2 separate regions of the Pan troglodytes genome follow, and region 1 is linked to region 2. A link is a contact called in public HiChIP or PLAC-seq data. All regions are on one chromosome and are shown on one strand. Each heading gives the region's core, a stretch centred on a gene start, on an enhancer-like site or on the middle of the called end of the contact. The rest is flanking DNA. Distances are from core to core; before and after follow the strand shown.

Evidence for each region. HiChIP or PLAC-seq counts read pairs in DNA pulled down with a chosen protein or histone mark.
Region 1: an H3K4me3 HiChIP or PLAC-seq map of stem cell-derived excitatory neurons shows a contact between it and region 2, with 2.7 times the contacts expected there. The contact joins the promoter of TOR1AIP2 here to the promoter of QSOX1 in region 2. A contact is called at or near these places in 1 of 7 Hi-C or Micro-C datasets (stem cell-derived neural progenitor cells), 1 of 1 datasets of contacts at active chromatin or transcription factors (stem cell-derived excitatory neurons) and 1 of 1 other capture datasets (stem cell-derived neural stem cells).

What each region holds. Positions count from the first base shown.
Region 1 is chr1:69,244,313-69,247,673 of NHGRI_mPanTro3-v2.0_pri, reverse strand. It overlaps TOR1AIP2 (torsin 1A interacting protein 2), which reads right to left and starts at 1,965. Exons shown (of 5, transcript XM_513042.8): 1 at 1,831-1,965.
Region 2 is chr1:68,966,969-68,970,541 of NHGRI_mPanTro3-v2.0_pri, reverse strand. It overlaps QSOX1 (quiescin sulfhydryl oxidase 1), which reads left to right and starts at 1,920. Exons shown (of 13, transcript XM_016933529.4): 1 at 1,920-2,289. The coding sequence starts at 2,022.

The DNA.
Region 1 (3,361 bases), core at 716-3,215, 280 kb before region 2:
CAACCACAGGGGCACAAAAGAAGTCCTCAAAAACCGTAAATAATTATTATTTGAACTATTAAAGGCAAAACCAGACAGCTTCATTTATATAATTAAAACCCCAGAAGACACCAATGTTTCAAAATTTGACTTTTTCCAAAAATGTCATTACATTTACATGATAGATACTCATGGTCAAGGGCTGAAGGAAAATCTCTAAAAATCAAACAATTTGATTTGTTGAGGTAGTGGAGTTATAGGTGAATTTTCTTCCCAGAAATTTCGATTACCAAAATTATGTGCACAGTTCATACCAGAGCCATGGCACCAAAAAAAAAAAAATCATGTGCCAGCTCCTTTAAATATTAGTAAAGAGGAAAACAGCCCACACAGTGACAAAATAGGAATTCAAACCCAGCTATGACTCCAGTCTATGCTCATTACCAATGTTAGGGACACGCTTCCTTATTCCCAAGTGCTTGATTTCTGTGCAAAATTTATGATAATATATGATCGCCCTATGAATTCCTTCTTGTAGGACACAGTTTAATCCAGTAGTTCATATGATGTAGAAATATTAATGAAATTTTAACACAATCAAAATTCTAAATGGTAAATAAAACAGCCAATTCTTCATTCTTTAAATTTTTTTGGAAGTTGTCGAATCTCCAAGTTTATGGGCCTTCACAGTTGACTTAGTGAACAACCTCAAAGTGATAAAGCAGACAAGGCTTTTTGAAGCAAACATTCCTTCAGGAAACTCAAGTGGCACTTCAAAGAAGTGTGGACTTTCCTGGAATAGAATTTTGACTTCTGTGTTCCATGGAAATGAATGGAATACAGAAATTACTTCTTAGGCAAAAATAAGTTATATACAAGATACAATACATTATTAAAACACCCAATAATCCTCAAATAATTAGCTACATTCTGAAGTTAATTTATTTATAAATTATTGAAGCTCTCAAGCTAGCATTACCTCTACATTAGGAAAGAAACTAGATAAAATAGTTCTTAAATGAGTCACGCAAGGTTGCGTAACAAACCAGCAGAAAAACAGGTAATCAAGTTGTGGACTGCACGTTCAGCATAATAAACATTACTGAAGACAGGCACTCAGTTTTCATAGCAAATGTTAGTTTTTCAAACTATTCTAATCCACACAAACTCTTCCAAAAACATCTGTAGTTACTCTACCATGAAGTTCCTTTTTTTATTAAATGTTTCCACTGGCCTTTTATATCCTCATCTTGTGCTCAAAAAATAAAGCTCAAAAAACATGGATAACTGCCACAGCTTAAAACAAAGAAAGGATCTCTCATACAGATCCAAAATAAAATGTGTTAAAACCTAAAGACAGGTAAAACAAAGCCAGTATGTTTAATCTATGTAACTCATTTCTGGATCTGTGTAACAGTATAAAGTCTGATAATTAAGCATTACTCATAAAGTAGAGAGTACTATGAAATTTGTTAAAAGAAGGAAAAGGCACAAACTTTTTCATCAGGTATTAAATACAATTGGGAGAATGGTACATATATAATATGTAAGCAAAATGGTAGGAGGTCTTACTAAAACTTCAACTTTGCCCTTTTTAGCACCAATTTTTTTTTTTAAGTATTATCTTTTCAGGATTAAGATTATGAATGTCGAGAACCTAGGCATGTTGGGCACGGAGTAATCGCCGCCTACACTAGTAGGCAAATTTCCCACTTACATTTCGAACCCTAAAATAATTCTGCTTCTCACCTTAAAGTCTAAACCCAAAAATTTACTCACATCTTAACCCATTTAATATTTATAAGATTCAGTTTCTTTTTATCCCAAAACAAAAATATACCCCCAACCTACCTCGTTTACTGTTTGAGTGAGGCCAGGCGTGGTGGCTCACGCCTGTAATCCCAGCACTTTGGGAGGCTGAGGTGGGAGAATCGCTTGAAGCCAGGAGTTCGAGACCAACCTGGGCAATACAGTGAGACCCTGTCGCTACAAAAATAAAAAATAAAGTAATTAGTAGGGCATGGTGGTGCGGGCCTGTAGTTCCAGCTACTTGGGAGGCTGAGGCGGGAGGATCCCTTGAGCCCAGAAGTATGAGGCTGTGGTGAGCTATGATCACGCCACTGTACTCTAGCCTCGGTGACAGGGCAAGTACCTGTCTCAAAAACAATAAAAATAAAAATACCATTTGTGCGGTACGAAGGTGGGGGTGGGGAGGGACCGTTTCTGAAAGTCCTTTTCAAAAATTCAAGATATCAGTTTCAATACTAAAACATGGAAAAGCTGCATAGTCATTTTGTTTACTTACAAATTCTGGCGAAGTTTTAAATCGTAAAACTGTTAGTATCAGGAGAGCCCTTCGAGTATTCTCTCCGCTCCACACCGCTCGGCTGCACCCAGCGGCCGCCGCGGCCCGAATGTCGTCCAGGGTCCCCGCCCATATGACAAACACTTTCCGCCGGAAGGCGCCCGTGGAATCCTGGGACTAGTAGTCTCCGTGCCCTGCCTTCTGCCTTCTCCATCCTTCACCCTCTACTGCCAGGTCGTCTGACCCAGCGACAGTCGCGGTAAATGCGCGACCAAACCGCAGAGGTCCCATGCAATCTCATGCTGACAGGATTACAGGCATCTCTGTAAGACGTCGACCACCCTGACCTGAAATTCATAGACTGAAGAAACTCATAGGACCAACACAGTGAGCAGCAGTACCAAATGATAATGGCAAACACCATGTCCTGGAACACACCCTCTGTGCCATTAAGAGGAGCATGTAATCCAATGAGTTGCCTAATCTAAACCTCAGTTTGCTCGTGTGTCAAATGGGGACAACGTTACTTACCTCATAAGTTTGTTATTAGTAAATTAGATGACGTATGCAGCATGTCTGTTAAATGACAGTAGTGACAAAAAATAGCTATTGTTTTGATCTACTAATTTTATAAATGTGAAAATTAAGAGATGGTGAGCAATTTACCCAAGAACATACAATTTGTTGGGGGCAAAATGAAGTAAGTCTAAAATTCCTGTTCTTGACCTATACCAATTCAGGACAAATCTAACCAAATTTCAAGAAGAAATCTACTCATGTAAAACTCCCTTCCCCTTTCCTCTTTTTTTTTCCATAACAGTCCTGACCAACACACTATTTTACTTATTTTGATTTTTGCCCGACTCCTCCCATAGAATATAATCTCCAAGAAGGCAGGAAACATTTTTTGTCTTTTAGTCTATTTTGTTCACTGCTGTATCCCCAGCACAGAGAACAGGGACTGCCTACTACATAGTAGCTCAAGTATTTATTGAATTAATAATTCCTCATTTAATGTGATTTTTGGTGCCTTCACTTCTCAATCACCCTCTTTTGGCAGAAGTGACAGGATTTGGT
Region 2 (3,573 bases), core at 671-3,170:
TATGAACACATGAAGGGAGTAAAAACTCCAACCTCTGGACCACTTCCTGGAGTGCTCCTAACCCAGACTCCCACAGGGCTTCCTCCCATACTTCATTTAGGTCTTTGGCTCAAATGTTACCTCTTTAGAACTGCCTCAAGACTGGGGCAAGAGGAGCCCCAATCTAGGGCTCTGAGCACCTGATTCTCTTCCGTCCATGTTCCTTTCCATAGGGCAAGAAAGCCCACGGGCCAACGGGATGTACTCACTCAGAGCTCTTGCCCCTCTCCTTTTTAGAGCATACTGTGAGTTCCTGGGACCCTAGAAAATAGTGCCGCAATAGCAACAGGTCACCAGCTACAGGCTGCCTCAGCCTTTTCCCAAGGTCTATCCTCCTGAGGAGCAAGGGGTGGTCAAGGGGATGCTATTTGTAGGAGGTGTGGACAAAACTCTGATGTGCAGATGTCGTTGTTATAGGTGTGGGCAAAAGGCCATTTGAAGTATGGGACAGAGCTGGGGTGCCAAGAGAAGAAGGAAGGCTGAGGGCCAAGGACATGTTCCCCCTCCAAAGCACTACGTTCGAGGGTGTATCTCAGAAGGGTCCAAGAATCCTAAACTTAAATGTGGCCTTCCAGATTATGATGAAGGTACACATGTCAAGATAAAAAGATAGGAATTTTACATCACCGTTTAATTTGTAGTTTTAAAATATGTAGACATGATATGTGGGCCTCCATTTGTACTACTGACTCAGTTCTTGCAAATATTAAGGGTAGACCTGTCCCTGATCTTCGTGTGTAAAATAGCACCTCCTCTGCCACTCTATTCTTACACCAGTCTATATTTCTTCATAACATCGGTCACCATCTGATCTACATTTACTTATGTATCATCTCTTTACCCCCACTGGAATGTAAGTTCCACGTCCCTAGAGTCTATATTTTGTTTACTGCCTTATCCTTATACCTAAACAAGTGCCTGGCATGACACCACTCAGTAAAACTTGAATAAATGAGTAACAAATCTAGGCTCAAAGCTCTTACAGGTGAAAGGGGCTAACCTGGCAGTCACAAAGGAAAAATATCACTGTGACAACCGTCTGAGGAGCACCTTCTCCCCTTAAAATAACTCACTCAAAACAGTGGAGCTGCAAAGGTGACCAGAGAAAATCCATTAACACCTTAGTGCCCATGACACCAGGTGAGTTGATCGGGCTACTTGCGAGAGGGACATGTGAGTGAGCGTGGAGAGCTCTGAGTAGGCTGAAGAGCTGGATGTGGGGGATCTGGGCTGCTGGGAACCCCGAATGTTGGAATCGCCCTAACAACCTTATGAGGGTGGTCAGATATGGGTCCTGAGGAAACTGATTCCACGGCAACTGCCCGCCAACCCAGCGCACCCCACAGTGAAGAGGGGCTTCTGATCCATGAGTAGGGCCCCTCAAATGATGTTCCCCTTTAGATGGTCATGGTCATCAGCAGGGGTGGGTGCATCGATCCTGTGGGGTCTTGGTGGTCGTAGACCAAGCGCCCCTCTTCTCACATCTAATTCACAACGTCTCATCGCTCTGCGGGAGCCCAGGAACTGCCCTACAACAGCCGAAATCCGGGTCGTCTATTCCAACGGACTCCTCTTCCGTTGGATACGGGGGCCGTGAGAGGCCAAACAACCTCCGCGAGGCTACCCCCGCAGCGACCGCTCGGCGGGCGCTCCATTCCTTTACCGGACTGTACACCTCGCCTCCTGGGGCCTGAGGCGGGAACCCGGGTCGCGCTGCTCTGAGGCCTCGGCGGACCGCGAAAGGATGGCTCGCCGCCCGGCCAGGGCCAGCCCCTGCAACAAGCTCAGCCCCGCCCGCTGCCGCGCCCAGGAGCGGCCGGCGGGGCGGGGTGGCTGGGCCGGCCTCGGGGGCGGGGGCTCGGGGGCGGGGGCTCAGGGGCGGGGCCACGTGGCTCCTCCTTGCGGGCGGAGGCAGGCGGTGCTGCGGCGCCGGGACCCGACTCATCCGGTGCTTGCGTGTGGTGGTGAGCGCAGCGCCGAGGATGGGGAGGTGCAACCGCGGCTCCGGGCCGCCGCCGTCGCTGCTGCAGCTGCTGCTGCTGTGGCTGCTCGCGGTTCCCGGCGCTAACGCGGCCCCGCGCTCGGCGCTCTATTCGCCTTCCGACCCGCTGACGCTGCTGCAGGCGGACACGGTGCGCGGCGCGGTGCTGGGCTCCCGCAGCGCCTGGGCCGTGGAGTTCTTCGCCTCCTGGTGCGGCCACTGCATCGCCTTCGCCCCGACGTGGAAGGCGCTGGCCGAAGACGTCAAAGGTGAGAAACGGGGGCGGCCCGCTCCCCCGTGCGCCGCCGCCCGGACCCCTCCACCTGCCCGGTGGGCAGCCCCCTACTCCGGGAGCGCGTCCCTCTTCCAGTCACCTCCGCCCACCTCTTCCTCTCCGCGCATCCCACGCCCCCCACCTTCATGTTTCTCAGCTCCATTTTTGCCTCCCGCTCCCTTGCCTTTTCCTCTTGGCCCTCATCCCGAGCTTCTTTCCCTCTCCGCGGCCTGGGCCCCCAGACCTGCCCTGCTCTCCCGGTTCGTCCCCAGCCAGGTTACTGCCTCCTTCCCTGCGAGAGGTCTCCTTTGTTCCTTCCTCCGCATGGTCCGCTGACACCTTACCGTTTCCTGGTCCAGCCTTGTGGCAGTCCTCTTCCTCTCGTCCAGGGACCCATGTCATCTTCCTGCCAGGTTCCCTAGCTGCTGTGGGTCAGTGCTGGGGAGAAAAGGGAACGGGCATCCATTTTGCCTCCCTGCCACCTTTCTCCACTCCCTCAACTGGTTGACCAGGTGGTACATAGACTTCCTTTCTCATTTTTGTCTTTGATGTGGGTATGCCCACCTGGCAGTTTTCCTATCTCTGTTCCGGGCCTCTCCTGACCTGCCGCCTCCAGCTCCTTAGCTTCTGGGCCACATCCTTCTCTCTCTTCCCCCGCTCAGACCCTTATATTTTAACATGCACACAGAGGCCTTTGGTGCGTGTTTGGCTCTTGCTCCATGTTCCCAATCCCTGGTTGGGGCACCAAAACTATATTTCCTGAATTCCAAGACACCATCAACTGTGAGACACACTGTTCATTTTATGATAGCCCAAGGGGTAGAAGGATAGGAAAAAACCACTACATGTATAAAGATTTGAAGGTGAACTCTATTACAGAAATGCTAAAATTTTGAAACACTTAAGACTTAGAGTCGAGGAAATATGGTAATAATAGTAATTAATATTTACGGAGCACCTATCATTTCAGGCACCTTACTAAGTACTCGGCATACATTGTCTCATAGTTTCCTTTCCACAATTTAAAGATTCCTGTGGTGTCACACATCCACCTAGCCCAGGTAGTGGGTATTTGGCGGGCAGGAGTGGTATAGTGATAGTGATTTGTTCCTGACTTGCTGCCTCTGAATGGAGTTACTTCCTGACTCTGGTGCTAGGTCGCTAGCACGGCCTCCTACCCTGAAATGGTCATTGAATGAGAACTGTGGGCATCTTTGGAAATAGGCCTCTTTCTAGAGAAAGGGGAACTGGAACCATTGTTCCACTGTTGGTATTTCTT